Regions from separate parts of the Sus scrofa genome. Here region 2 is linked to region 1. A link is a contact called in public promoter capture Hi-C data. All regions are on one chromosome and are shown on one strand. Each heading gives the region's core, a stretch centred on a gene start, on an enhancer-like site or on the middle of the called end of the contact. The rest is flanking DNA. Distances are from core to core; before and after follow the strand shown.

What was found. Promoter capture Hi-C pulls out the DNA fragments that hold promoters and counts their contacts.
Region 2: a promoter capture Hi-C map of liver shows a contact between it and region 1, with 3 times the contacts expected there. The contact joins the promoter of NEPRO here to the promoter of QTRT2 in region 1. A contact is called at or near these places in 1 of 5 promoter capture datasets (liver) and 1 of 2 datasets of contacts at active chromatin or transcription factors (alveolar macrophages).

Annotation. Positions count from the first base shown.
Region 1 is chr13:145,877,324-145,884,896 of Sscrofa11.1, reverse strand. It overlaps QTRT2 (queuine tRNA-ribosyltransferase accessory subunit 2), which reads left to right and starts at 5,035. Exons shown (of 9, transcript XM_005670209.3): 1 at 5,035-5,188. CCDC191 (coiled-coil domain-containing protein 191) reads right to left here and starts at 4,934. Exons shown (of 16, transcript XM_021070343.1): 1 at 4,694-4,934; 2 at 2,680-2,718. The coding sequence starts at 4,786.
Region 2 is chr13:146,898,408-146,905,980 of Sscrofa11.1, reverse strand. NEPRO (nucleolus and neural progenitor protein) reads right to left here and starts at 3,971. Exons shown (of 9, transcript XM_003132674.4): 1 at 3,763-3,971; 2 at 1,802-1,956; 3 at 17-96. The coding sequence starts at 3,865. The region is part of intron 5 of GTPBP8 (GTP-binding protein 8); the gene reads left to right.

The DNA of each region.
Region 1 (7,573 bases), core at 3,786-6,285:
CAGAATGAGGATGAATTGTAAATTGTGATGGATGGTTGCATTTGAGCAACCTGTCCCAGGATTCATAAGTTCTACTAAGCACCTGCCTCATTCTAAGTGACTTCAACAACCCTGAGGATGATTCACCAACATTTCAGCCTCAAGGTTTGCTTGATCTCTTGTATGCCAACAGCATTCCCCTCAACTACATTTTAGCAACCCACTGACATGGTCATCCCAAACCATTTTACACAAGATTTTCCATTGTTCAAACCAAATGCTGATAATCCCCTCTCCAACATCAACCTCCTATGCATCTCCGTTTTTGGCTCCTCCTAATTCATACACTGTTGTTGCACCTGACCACATCCTCCAGTCACCATATGCTTCTTCACAGGGTCCCCTCCCTTTCCTACTCTATGTGGATATTCAGCTACTATCTTACATAAGTGTCAAATCTCTTACTTCTTGTTTCTCCAATGAAAACCTTCAAGTCTGCATCAATCTGATCTACTAATTCCTGGGATCACAAAAAAACTATGGTCACCTGCTTTAGCCAAGTCCCCAATTCCATTGGGTGATCTTCCTTTTCTGTCCTGAAAAAAGCTCTTTCTCAACCTTCACTATGTTCCTTAACCTTTCCATATATGCCCCGCTCTTCCATTTTGAGAAGGTGGTCCACTCAAGTGGACTGGGAAGTTGTAATTATTTAGGGAACACCAGAGTTGGGATATATTCGGGAATAAAATTGGACAAGAAGAGAGAGAAGTGAACAGAGTGGTGGTAAGGAAGCAAGAGATAACAGTGTCACTAACAGATAATGGTGGAGAGGATTTCTACAATAAAAAAGTGATAACTGTATCAAACAACTGAGGACAAAGAAGAGACCACTAGATTTTGTCAGGAAGTCATTTATGACAAAATAGTTTGAGGACAAAGAAGTGACCACTAGATTTTGCCAAGAAGTCATTTATGACAACTTCCTGTGGGATATAAGAAACAAACACCAAAGGAAAATAACTGCAGACATGAGAGGATAATAAATACAGAAAGGCAAGGAGTCCAGGCTGTACATCCAAAAACAATGGAAAAGAAAAAGAAATAGTACGGCAATGAGAACAGACTACGGGATGAAATGAGGACTTACTGATTTTTTTTCAAGACAGGAGATTTGAGAGTATAATGGAGAAAGAGCTACTGCAGAAGTTTTAGCAGAGTGATAAAAGAAATGATAAAGATCTAACCAAATCAAGCTGGCTGACAACTGCATGAAAGAGGAAAATGATGCAGACAAATCTGAGCAGAATTTTACCCTTCTGTTTTACTTAATCCTTCCCTCTGGAAAAGCAGATTAAATGAAGGTACAATTAAGCACTGCAGGGGCTTCGCACTGTGACTTTCAACAATGACACACAAGTTGAGCCTAATGGAGGCTGAGGAGTGGGCTTCCCAGATGCTAGCCTCCATCACTTGGACTCACTTCATTGTCTTCTAAGTCAGGCCTCTGCAGGAACCAGAAAGCTTCTGTGGCCCCATCCAAACGAGCACCCTCCTACCCCGCACCATGAGCTTCCATTATATCCTTAACTCTCCCAACAGTTCTGAGTAAGTTGTTTAGCTCTCAGTGGACTATAAACTCTGGGAAGGCAGAAACTGTACCTGCCCTGTGCACTGTATTATCTCCAGTGCCCTAGTACTTAGTGGGAAATTAGTAAATACTGGCTGGATGAAAAAATGGTTAATAATGATTATATCTAGCCTAGGTTCCATCTGGCCTGGTGCTCATAACACCTGTCAATTTAGATAAGTAATAGCTCTTCGAAATACTACCAAGCAGAAAGGTACTTTCTCAGGAAAATACATTTTGAAACATGGTGCACAAATGAGTTGAGTATGGCAAATTGCCAAAATGACACTCGGTGGCACATACCTAAAGTGGTTTAACAGTACTCTCAATGTAAATGGTACTTGGACTCAAAAATATGTATCTCAGCCCTGAAGAGGCCTCAGTGGTTATCTAACCCAATCCCTCCCTCATTAAATGCTCAAATATACTCCTCATCACTCCTAACATTAAGTGAGCATTTAAAATCTACTCAAGGAATTCCCTTGTGGCTCACTGGGTTAAAGATCTAGTGTTGTCACTGCTGTGCCTCTGGTTACAGCTGTGGCATGCATTTGATTCCAGGCCCAGGGACTTCTACAGGCCAAGATCGTGGCCAAAAATAAATAAAACAACATAAAATAAAGTCTACTTGAATACCAGCAGTGATAGAAAACACATCTCTTTATAAGAATGGCCAATCTATTTGTGGATTGCTCTCATCATTAGAAGATTCTTACTTGTGATGTGTGCACAGCTTTTACCTACTGTATTGGTCCTGCAGATCAATGTAACTACGGGAAAGTCTTTCTAATTAGTTGAGGAAGGCCATAACCCTAAGACTTCTCCTCCCCTCCTTTCTTAGTCCTTTTCAGGTGATCCTAATGGTCCAAACCTGTTAGTGAAGTTTTCATGAGAATCAACAAAATCATGAAAAAAATACTAGAGTATAAAATTAAGGCAATATATATATATATAGTCACATGGGAAGGAAAATAGCAAAATATATGCAAAATGGATACCTATCAGTATTCTATGCCATCTGATTATGTGCAACTCTTAATTCTCTTTCTATCTTAATCATGAAATAGCCTTACCTTAATCCAGTGTTCCATATTGTCAGGGTCAAACATAGGCTGTAGGTAATACATACAGAATATTAGTAGACAGCAATATATTTATCAGCCTTGCTATTTTAATGTCATTCTCATTAAAACATATGGACAAGTATCCTTAGTCTTTCCCTAAAGCATCTTATTAGAAAGCTCAGCAACAAAAGAACATGGAATGCCAGCAGGAGGAAGAAACATGAAGCCTTTTCAGGAACATATTCTGTTTTTTAATCTCTTACCTAGGCCCATCTCCAGATTCTGATTTAATTGGTCTGGACTACGGCCCATGTGGCAGTATTTGTTGAAAGCTCCCCAGGGTTAAGATCAAAATGCCACATATAATATTCCTTATAAAAATCTAAACAAGCACTGATTAAATTAACCTGATTATTCAAGTGTTATGGAAGCAAATCTGCTTGGAGAAGGTATGCACTTCTCCTCAGGCCCATCTTTTCAGGAGCAGGGAGGGGGAGGGGGTTGAGGGTAGAGGAAGGGATAACCAATCTTCCACTGTTTAATAAATCAGTAAAGAGGCAGAAATCACATAAATTTCTATCCAGGCCAATCAGATATTCATCTTAAATTAGAAATCAGACCAACAGAACACCGCCTTTCTTCACTCTCTTAACCCTCAGAAGTTGCAGAATTCCCTCTGTTAGTCACTTAACAAACAGAAGTATTTGCTTTGCTAACAATTCAGGAGGGTTTTTAAAGAAGGGAATAACTAGCATACTGACACATGGGGAGGGAAAGGTATAATACTCTTTCACTTACATAACACTTCCCCTTCAAAAGACCTTACAGATAACTAATTAATGCACCTGTACTGCTGAATAATTTTGCCACTGCAACAAATAAACAGCTGATCCTATTAAAGCACAACTGACCTTCAAAGAGCTCTAGTGTTTTTATCTTTCCTCTAGGTAGTAACAATGAGCACTAGCAACATAAATCTTTCCTTTTGGGGTCCCCAAAATTGTCCTCAGTTTTTAACCTTTCATTAAGTTTATATCTATAACCTATTTTGGATCCAATCCATTACAGAACTGGTACAACAAGAGCAGAGGGTTTCCAACTCTCTCTAATGCTCCATTCTGCACCCTCCAGTATCCGGGGCAAAATATTCACCAAGTGGAATATATCCAGTGCTTTATTTAAGTGGTATATTTAGAATAAAGCAGCAAGCACTATTGCCTGGGGGCTCAGAAAGGCCACATGTCTATAAGATATATTTTTAAGAAAGTGTAACTGATCGGTGAAAACAGCTGTGAAGCCACTCCATTTGGCACTTCCATTTACATTTAAAGCATTTATTTTTGTGACGGTTAAAAAGGTAGTCTGTGGAAAGCACATACCCTGTGACTGTGACTTTGCACATGTCATTTACACGTTTCAAGTTAAGTGGGGTTATTAGTTGGATGAAAATACATCAAAGGGGATGACATATAAAATAGGATCTGTTTTTTGATTGTTGCTTGAATTTAGAGATTTTCAAGTGATACATTCAATAACCACTTGCATTCCTGAGTTCATCGTAGCTACTCTGTGTAAACCTAGAAGGGGAGGGATATGACAGAGAGGACTTAAGGTGAAGATCTTATCCCTTCAAAAAAGAACAATTTCCTACGACTTGCAAAACATAGGAGGCGGAAATGTAACCTTGAGGGAACTTCCCTAAAACCTGGAGCGGTGGGGAGAGGGAATGGTTCTCGAATTCTCTTCAGCAGGATGGGCACAACTGGGACTCCATGTTTTTTGAGAAAACCGTTTAGATGGAAAGAGTTTTTCCAAGACGCTGCCCACCCAAGTCGTAAGGTACCCGAACCCCAAAGTTCCTGGGCCCCCTTCACTTAGGACATTACTGGCTGGGTCGGTCATGGCGGGGACGGGCCAAGTAAGGATGCCCCTTAGGGAAGAAGAACGAAGCGCAGACGGGGCTTCAGGGCGGGTTCCCGCCTCCCCTCCCCGTCTCCAAGAGCTCCCAATACAGACAGATCACCTTGGTGGGACTCGGCTTCCTTGTAAACTGTTTCCAACGATTCAGCCCCGTCCCCTTCTTTGAAGAGGACCTTTCCTGGGGCGTCAGCAGCATTTCCCCGGTTCAGGCCCGGACTTGAGCCAAAGCTGCAACAAACGCTCCTTAACTTAGGTTGCTTCCAGGTCTCTCTGGGAGTTGTAGTTCCTCAGCCCACAAAGAAGGCAAGTGTGGGGCGCCGCCGAACCACCACTCCCATGAGGCTTTGCGATGGGGGAATGAGTCTGCTCAGTTACCCATGGCAACGGCAGCGGTCCCTAGGCCTTCCAGTCACAGGAGCTCGCTTTGCTGTTACCTTTGCCTTTTCCTGGCGCTCTGTGATGACGCAATGCCCCTTGATTGGCTCTGCCTCGGAGGCGGTGGTTTAGGGGGCCGAGAATTCTGCAAGCCGGACACGTGGTAGCCAACCGCGAGGAGTTGAGGGGGATTTCCACCCTAGAAAAGTTGGGCGGTTTGCAGGTAAGTGCCCTCTTTCCTTGTTGGTGTCGGGGATGCTACGAGTGAGTAGGGCTGAAACGAGAGTGTCACGTCTCGCCCAGACTCTTCCTGGTTGTGTTGCTGTAACAGTGATTGTAGTCCCGCCATGTCTCTTTCATTTTTCGGGGTCTTCTGGTTGATCCTAGCTTCTGTAAGTCCAGATTCTCCCAAATCGTGTGAGCTTCACCGCTTCTATGAGAGAAAACTGTCTTCTTTCTACTGACCTCTGCTTAAGGGTCAAGTTCTCATGTAGAAGTTTTTTCTACACTGCCTAGGATCTTGGGAGCGTTGGACTGAACTCAGATACCTGAGCTAAGTGCCTCTTGAGGTCTGGTACTCCAGGAAATGCCCAATGGAGTGAAGATAAATATATGGTTATTGGCTGAGCCTCCAGGGACAGTCTATGCTGGGATAAGCGGGTTCATAAGGCAAAGTAGAGATTTAGAGCTGGAGCTTTGGGCCTAACTACTTTGTAGTTGTATGACTTTAGGCAGCTTGGATCCTAGATTTTTTCATCCGCAAAATGGGAGCTATACTACCTAAATCATTAGGGTGTGGTAACCATTTAAAAATCAGTCAGAAATCAGAACTCTGCCAGAACATGTAAACTGAAGTAGACGAGATTTGTGAAAAAGATCTGTGAGGGAATCTGTGCCCTCAGACTATTATAACAATCATGAGTCCTGCTTGAGTATTCATCAGAAACCTTATGGATGATTAAACTGTGTTACATCAAAACTGTCCAGTATCATGAAATAGTTATTTTAAAAGGGTAGGTTAAGCTTTGTATCTCTTCTTTAGGAAAAATATCCATTGTGAATTCCCAAGAGAAAAGTGAATTGCAGAAAAGTGCTTACAGTATAGTATGTTTGCATTTTTTATTGAAGAACATCCTTTCTCATATACAAGTATATTTAAATATTTGTGTTACTATAAGAGAAGGGTTGTACAGGCTGGGAGGGTGGATAGATGCAGAGAAGTGAGATGGGGGAAATATGAACCATAATAACAATATAGCAAAATGGAAAACAATTAAAATTGTATCTTAACATTACATTTAATATGTAGAGGGTTGCATATATTTTTGGACAAGATGGGATTTCTAATAGACTATCAGCCTGTTAGATTACAGCCTTTAAAGCCAGACTTCTATGATTTAAGCCCTGGCTCTTCCACTTTGTAAATGGTGGCTTTTTTTAGCCTCAGTCTCCTCTTCTGTAAAGGCACATAATGATAACCTCTGCCTTAGGTTGACATGACAGTAAGCATTAGAGGAGTTAATATGTGAAGAACAATACCTGATACATAGTAAACACCCAATAAATGTTGTTACTGTTGTTGTGTCTTTAAATAGGTGAAACTAATTTAACTTGTTTTGTGATGGCTGACATATTTGGACTTCCATTTTATTTTGTATTTTCTATTTTTTATGTGCTTTTGGTCTCTTTTCCTCTTTCTTGCCCTTAAGAATTAACCAGTTTTTCTTATCCTTCTGTGCCCCTCCCCATCGGGTTTGGGAATGATCCATTGTCAGTAATCTTTCAGTGGTTACTTAAAAGTTTTTAGCACACATACTTAAAGCTTAAAGTACTCATGAACTCTCTCCTCCTCCCAAATAGTGTAAGGATTTTAGAATGCTCTACCACTGAATGAATAGTCTCTTCTTTATCTTTTGTTACTGATGTCTAGAATTTTAGTTCCTCTTTTCTGTAAGTCTTTCTTAGTCAGCTTAGTGCACTGTATTGTTTATAAGTCCTTCAGTTTTTTGTATTCATATACAGAGTGTAGAGTATGTAATTGTGTGTGCATATTTATAAGTATATGTATATAATTTTTCTTTCACAAAGAACATGTTCACCTAAGCATATAGTTTTTCTTTCAGAAAGAATGTGTTCACCTAAGCTTGCTTTTTTTTCCTTAGCATATTGTGGTCTTTCCATGATACTCTACAGAGACTTCATTAAGAAACATTTTAAAATCCCTTCTCTCCTAAGAGAATGGAGAACAGGGGAAAAATATGTGGCACTGGAGGTAAGACATGTTTGGTGCTGCTACAGGTGCAGGGAATCCTTGTTAGTCCTTGTAAAGTCATAGATCTATGCACAGCGCATCACCTGTCATAAAGTGATAAGAGTTTTTCAGTTAACTATTCATTTCCAGATAGCTTTTCTAATGAATGTTCCTTAAGACTTTCCCAGGAAGTAAGAGTGTGAATGTTTGTATTTTGAGAAAAGCTCAGCATTAGATATCTTAGAAGAGACTCACAACGAGTGAAAGGGAAAAGGGTGATGATATGAAGATAAATAAAAACCAGTTCGGGAGTTCCTGTTGTGGCTCAGCAGAAACAAATTTGACTGGTATCCATGA
Region 2 (7,573 bases), core at 2,722-5,221, 1.0 Mb before region 1:
AGACTGGACCACTTACTTAGAAGAAAACAACTCAGAGAGATCTTGAATTGAACCTTCCAAATCCATGTTTTTCAGGCGTTTTAAACACTGTTCAACCTGAAAGGGGAAGAGCGGTTCAAATTCATATGTATATAATATACAGACAAAGCCACCAATGTGACCAGGAAAACAAAGAAATGCAAAATTTCAAAGTATGGAAATATACTGAATACCACACAATATCTTTTTTTAAGGGGGAAAAAAACCTGTAGCCCAAAGCAATTGCGTCTGCTTAAAAATTTGAAATTTATCCAGGTAAATACATTTATCAAATCAATTATCTCAGGTTATAACTAAGAATTTACTATATGCCAGGATGTGCTTGATGCTATAAAGGGAACCAAAGAAGATATAAGATTATATTCAAGATATAATTTTTCTGAAGCAACATAATTTCTAACAGTGAAACTATCAAAACGAGATAGTAAATTATTAAGTACTAAATTTCAGCAGTCTGTCAGAGCCACAGACATGAAGAAAATGTTGGAAGGATTGGGCGTTCTAAACAGACAGGACCAGGTGAGCAAAGGGAACAGAAGAGGGGACACATGGGGTGAGTAGGACTCACAAAGAGTTCAGATTGCCTGGAATATAAAATCTATGAAGATGAAGACCAGAGAGAAGCCTGAGCTAAGGAAAACTGAAAAGGCCAGATCATGGAGGATTTTGTAAGTTAAGCTAAGAGGTTTAGTTTTTATTCAGGAGACAATGGAGAACCATGAAAAATTAAAGATGTGTTTTAAGATGATTAAATAGAGGAAAGACCAGTCAGGATTGCAAGACAACTAAAAATTGACAAAGTCTGAAAAAAGAGATGGCAGCCAGAACTAAAAGGGACTAGATGCAGAGAAAGTTTTGACTGATCAGTGTGAGCAGGTGGGAGAATTACATAAAAGGAAGAAGAGAAACAGAACACCAAATTTTTCTGACTGGATAATTATTCACAACTTGGAAGCCAGGAGGAGAAATATGTACGTTTAATCTAACAAGTTTGGTTTCGGTGTTAAATTCTCAGAAGGAGATAAAAACTTCCATGAGAAAAGAAAACTTTGGGAAAGACTATGATCCCAAATCTTTCTTTGATGAAGAAATCTTGGAGTTCCCGTCATGGCTCAGTGGAAACGAATCTGACTAGCACCCATGAGGACACAGGTTCAATCTCTGGCCTCGATCAGTGGGTTAAGAATCCAGCTGTGAGCTGTGGTATAGGTTGCAGATGAGGCTCAGATCCCACGTTGCTATGGCTGTGGTGTAGGCCAGTGGCTACAGTTCTGATTCAACCCCTAGCCTGGGAACCTCCATATGCCCTGGGTGTAGCCCTAAAAAGACAAAAAAAAAAAAAAGAAATCGTCATCTTTTTTGCCTTAAGTAATGGAGTGAAAACCAAAGAGCATGAACCTGTAAGGTTCAATACAATGCCTGTATTTTTTGGCCCGTACACCCAGCATGAAGCACAGTGCCCAGCACATAGGAAGGCACAGTAATTTAAGATTGTATGTAATGAAGAAAATTTTTCCTAAAATTACCTATCTACTAGAAAAAAGACTGGGAAAGAATCAAACATAATTCCTTTCTAAATAAACTTTTTAAAAATGCTTTCAGAAAAAAAAGAGAACGCCCACATGCAACTGTGGGCTGAAGACCTATAAATCACAAGTAATTTACTGTGATTTCCATAAACAACAAAATATTAAGTGGCAGAGTGATGTCCATCTTCATCAAGTAAACATGTTGAGTCTTAAATACAGGACTTCCCCCTTACCTGTTTGAGGGCCAAATGGGGTTTGTGGCGGCCCATTCTGTTGTGATTGCTGTAAAGGAATGCGCATAACACATCCGTTTCTGCATCTAAGGTTTGGCTCTTCAGTGACAGTATAACAAGAGAGCATTCTTTAATTACAGCTGCAATGCAAAGGTCTAAAGCAGAGATGTTTAGTTAGACTTAATATGCATTTCTACATTTTAAGTATAGCATATAAAATGTACATTGAAAGAAGCATCTTCCCTTATTTAATAAATCAAGAACAAATTAATGTCATCATTACTGTCATCATTAATTTGTTCCTGTAGGAACAAAATGATTTCAAGTATGTGAGAAGTCACATAGGAAGGAAGGAAAATGGTGCCAGATGATATCAAGTCCAAGAAGTCACTGAGAGAACATGTGTTAAACTAGTATACTTAACACCTTAAGTACCCTGAGGTGGGAAACATGTTGTGTACTTCTCTAAACGGATAAATTAATTCTCTTAAAAATCAAAGGCACTGTATTTGGGTACTGCTTTACAAATATATTCAGAAAAGAGAAACCACTGTTAACAACTGGAAATTATGTAATTTATGTGACTGAACACATGGTACTTAGTAGAATGAGATGATAGCTTTTTGGTCCGAAAAGCTTTGAAGTAGAAGATGGAGTTAATGTGTTGTCTGTGGCTCTCAGGGTAGTACTAGCCTCCTAAGTGGAAGTAACACAGAGGCAGATTTCTATAGAACATAGAGAAGTTTCTTAACCGTCCCAGCTATTTGAGGCCAGAAAGGGGTGCCTTTGGGATAAAGAGAGAGCTGGTGAATTTCCAGGCCTAATAGGAATCATGTTAAGGAATTTTTGAATAGAGGATGGGGGAAGGTTTCTTGTAAACTGAGCAGGATGGATGGATAGGGCTGGGGATGTGATGATTAGGTAAGTTACAGGTATTAAATATTATTAATAACAGCTATCATTTGAGTATTTATTCACTGTATCAGGCACTGTTCCAAATACTTTACTCTTCCATCAAAACAGTTCTATAGGAATTCCCATTGTGGCGCAGCTGAAAGGAATCCGACTAGTATACATGAGGATGCGGTTCAATTCCTGGCCTGGCTTAGTGGCTCAGGGATCCGGCATTGGCATGCGCTGTGGTGTAGGTCTCAGATGTGGATCGGATCCCCCATTGCTGTGGCTGTGGTGTAGGCTGGTAGCTGTAACTCTGATTCCACCCCTGGCCTGGGAACTTACATATGCTGGGTGTGGCCTTAAAAAGCAAAAAACAAACAAAACCCCCAAAAAACCAAACAGCTCTGTAAGGCAAATACTGTTTTACCCTCATTTGGAAATGAGCTGAGACCCAGAAATGTGAAATAAGGACACTCCCATCCCTCACCCTAGCTCCAGCAGAGGAAGAGCCAGGTTTTAAACCCAGACCAAGCTCCTGCTGCTTGATAACGGCAATGCCACCATACACTGATATTTCACTTCAGAGCATACTCACCTAAATGACATCATTATATCCTCCCAACAACCCAGTGATGGGCAGGGAAGACTAACCCTATTTTACAGAAAAGAAAGGGGGATCTAGGAAGAGTGCGATTTAAGTGCAGAGTGCTTGAGTGACCCGCCGCTCCTCGGTGGAAGAGGTCGGGAAAGACTGTGGAGTAACCACGGCTCTTGGTGGCCTGCGTCAACAGAGGGTTCCCAGGCAGCACTTTTCCCTGATGCTAGCTGCGTTCGCCCCTCTCTGCCTTTTCGGCGCCCCATGGAAGCCCTGCGGTCGGCACGGTGGGTCCAGAGAACAGCAAAGCCAGAGGTCCCCACAAACGCCCGACCCCAGATGCCGCACACCGCCGTCATACCCAGCGTCCCGCGGAGTCCGGAAGTCCCGCCCCTCGCGCACGTGCGCCGGCAGCGGCCAGACGCCTCCTGCGGAAAAGCCTGCGCCCCTTATGGGGCGCCTCACTCACCCAGCGGTGTGTCAGGGTTCTGCACGATTACTGTACTGCGGCTGCCGGCTTTGGGGATCCTCACGCGGTTCCACAGTTCCGGGCTCGGCGGCAGCGCAGCCATCTTGAGAGACAGAGGAGGACCTGGAAAAGGCGGAGCTGGGCGAGACAAAATGAAACGACGAAGCAGGAGACGTCCGGGGCAGGCGGGGGAGGGGAGGTTGAGGAAGAGGGAGAGGGGGCGGGGCCTGGGGGCGGGGCGGGGCCTGGGGGCGGGGCGGGGGAGGGTCCTTTACGGAATCAAATGCGGTGTACCTGAACGACCCAGAAGTCATTCAGGCGCTGGTCAGGTACCAGAATATTTGGGAGATTTGCAGATGAGGGGGTGAGGCGGAGCCCCATCCATGTACTACTCAATCAAAATCTCTGAATAAGGCGAGGAATCTGCATTGTGTGTATGCTTCTCCAAGGGATTCTGAGGCGCAATCAATTTTGGAACTATTTCAAAGCATTTCACAAATGTGCAGAGTGAAGCTCACAGTTTAGTTGGTGCATACACCTCTATCTCCACCCCAGACATTAGGGGGAAAGGAAGAAGGGAAATAAGGAGGCAGAGTTTACATTTGTAACATAAGTGATTTACTTTGAGTTAGTCAAGGACAGCTCTACCTTGAGCGGCAACAAAACCACGATCACATCACAGAAATTGGAGGCCTCTGACTCTATCAACCCCATCTTCTGTCAGCGTCCAGAACAAGTTGATATCCCAAGCAGTGCTGACCCCCACCTCTCTAGTATCTAATAGTTCATTTATTTTCAGCCACCCTGATGCTACTTTACTAAAGGCCCCCACTGCAGTGCTAAATTACTAGCTCCTCCAAACCTTAGTATCCGTATAGATAAAATGATGATGATAATACAGAATGATAAAGTACTCAGAGCTGAAAAGTGTTTTGGAATGGTGCCTGGCATACAAACAGTACTCTTAGCAGAATTAATATTGTTAATATTTTTTTACTGTTTAATGCAAATAGACTTGTCATAACACTTTCCATGCTCTCTGTTTATACCTTTATACATATTAATTTCTCTACCTGGACCATTTCCCTTAAACACAATCTCCCCCAGCTCTGAGTAATTCTTCCTGAACATCCCTTTCCCACTCTACAACTTGATGTAGAGACCCCTTTATGTACTACCTTAATGCCCTGTGTTGGCTTCTGTATTAGCTTCCTGTTGCTGCCATATAGTCACTTACAGTTATATTACATTTCTGGAACTTAGAAGTCCAAAACTGATCTCACTGGTTCAAGGTTGGAAGCGCTAGTGGAAAATTCATTTTCTTGCTTTTTGCAGCTTTTAGAGGCCACATGTTCATGTTCCTTGGTTCATGTCTCCATCCTCCATTTTCAACGTCAGTAGCAGAGCATTTTCCAGTCTCTTTGCACCTTCTTTTTCTCTCTCATCCTCCTGCCTGCCTCCATCTTAAAAGGACCCTGGTGATTATTTTGAGCCCACCAAAATAACCCAGGATGATTTCCTCATTTCAGAATCTTTAACTTAATCACATCTACAAAATTTGTTTTGTAATGTAAAGTAGCATATTCATAGATTTGGAGGATTAGGATTTGGACATCTTAGAAGGGGGCATTATTCAGCCTACCACAAACTCTCACAGAATTTACCTCACTGTACTATATTAATTTGTATATTTGTATGCCTCTTTCTTCAGTGGTATGTGGGCTTAATGTAAATATTGTAAATAATGTAGGTTATTGATCTCTATATAACAATGCTCAGCTCAGAGCCTGACATGTAGTAGGACCTCAATTAATTTTTGACAGCTTTATTGAGGTAAAATTGGTATGCCAAGAACTGCACATACTTAGTGTGTACAATTTCACTAGTTTGTCAGTATTTAATGGCTTAAGTAAGAGACTAGGTATTCTTGAATAATGCTTTTGATGAACAAGTAGGAATTTCCCAAGCAGATAAGAGAAGAAGACATTCCTGACAGAAAGATGGTAAACAACGTGGGTTGAAGAATCAGTCATCCTGGATGCATCAGTATTGCTGGAGCATGATGTGTTTTGAGGGATAAAGCTGGGAGTAATGGTGTCAGGGACAGAATGTGGATTTACCTTGAAGGCTGGTGGCTCTCAATCCTGGCTGATCATAATAACCTGGCTAGTCTTTTAAAAGAGAAAAACTTCAGGCTTCACTTTAGAAATTCTTATTCATTAGGTCTGAGTAGAGTTCTAATCTGTGTTTTTAAATGCTCCTTGTGATAGTGGCCTATATTAGGAATCCCTTATTGCAGGTGACAGAGAAGTCATTGAGTCTTAGGCTGGGCATTTGTGGTCACCTTGCATCAGAGGACAAGCACTCTGGAGAACAGATTTGAAGGAGATAAGCCTGGAGAAAGGGAGGTAAGGGGATCTATTAAAAGCTGAGGCAAGAGGGAATGAAGGCCTGAATTCAAACCCTGGCACTGAAGATGGACACTGACTTATTTAGATGTCTAGTATTTAGGTATATAAATGTCTAGTATGACTTTCAGACTTTTGCCTTGAGTTTGAGATGTCACATCCAAAAGAAGAACAAATTTAAGTAGTTGGCAGGAATAGAGAGAGAACTTTGACATTCTGAGTTTGAGATTGCCTGTGGGCCATGTTGATACATAAAACTGACCATGATAGAAAATGATTTGATCACCAGAATAGGCCAAGGGAAATGGGGCCAAAAGAGTGAGTGAAGCTGGACCTACTAAAGAGATGAAGGGAAGAGAATTGATGAAAGAAGATGCATTATTCATTCAGCAAAGTTTTGGAGCATCAGCTGTTTGCCAGACACTATACTAGGTCCTAAAGGAAACAAGCAGTGGTGGAATGAAGTGCTTAGGTAGAGGGTTTGTCTTAAAGATCAGAAAGCTTTTATTTTCTGAGCCAGGGAGAAAACTAAAGATAGCTTTATACATGAGTATGTTTGAGGTGGGGGAACAGAAAGATGAAGGAGCTTCAGTGGAGTAGGATTTGCAACCATTACCCAGAGCAGAGGGCAGGGAGATGGGTTCCAGGTGAATGGTGGAAAATTAAAACCAGAGCCTGCTTGAACTGGGGGATATGGAAGAGGCATGGGCTCTGTATTTTACAAAGAAAGTAAGGTTTTAGGGTCATGCTTTAAAAAGTTTGAATTTGTGAAGAAAGACTGCCACAGACACACATCGCTGTGAAGTAGATGAAACCCTGTCCATCTCATTAGTAATCCAAGAAATACAGACTAAAATAATTTTGGAGTATTATCAAGTAGACCATAAGTAAAAAGCATCATGTCCCATGTTGGGCTTTGGACAAAAATTTATATATGAAGTTATCCTTTGTCACAATCATAAAAATGGAAAATGATATATCACACAATGAATCAGTGGTTTTCAAGTATTTTGGCAGTGGAATTCTTTTTCCTCACAAAAATCTTAACATGGAAATCAGATATGTAAAACAAATGAAAGCAGAATTGCAGTGGTTAAGGGTGCAAGGTAGAATGCAGGGTCCTTGCATTAAGGCCTCTTCCTAGGAAAGAGACACTTCCTAGGAACAGTTTGGAATCCAGTGTTGTAAATAAATGAATTTTTATTAATGAGAGTACTTTTAAATGATACATTAAAAGCAGCTTAGAAAACTATGTACAATGTGATTCCATGAAAAAAGTTGTCGTCCACACATTGAGAAAGGTCTGAACGGATCTAAATGAAGGTGTTAATGATGATTATCTTTTCAGCAGTAGGATGGGTCTTTTTTTCTTCTGTGATCTTTTTTGTATTTTCTAGTTAAAG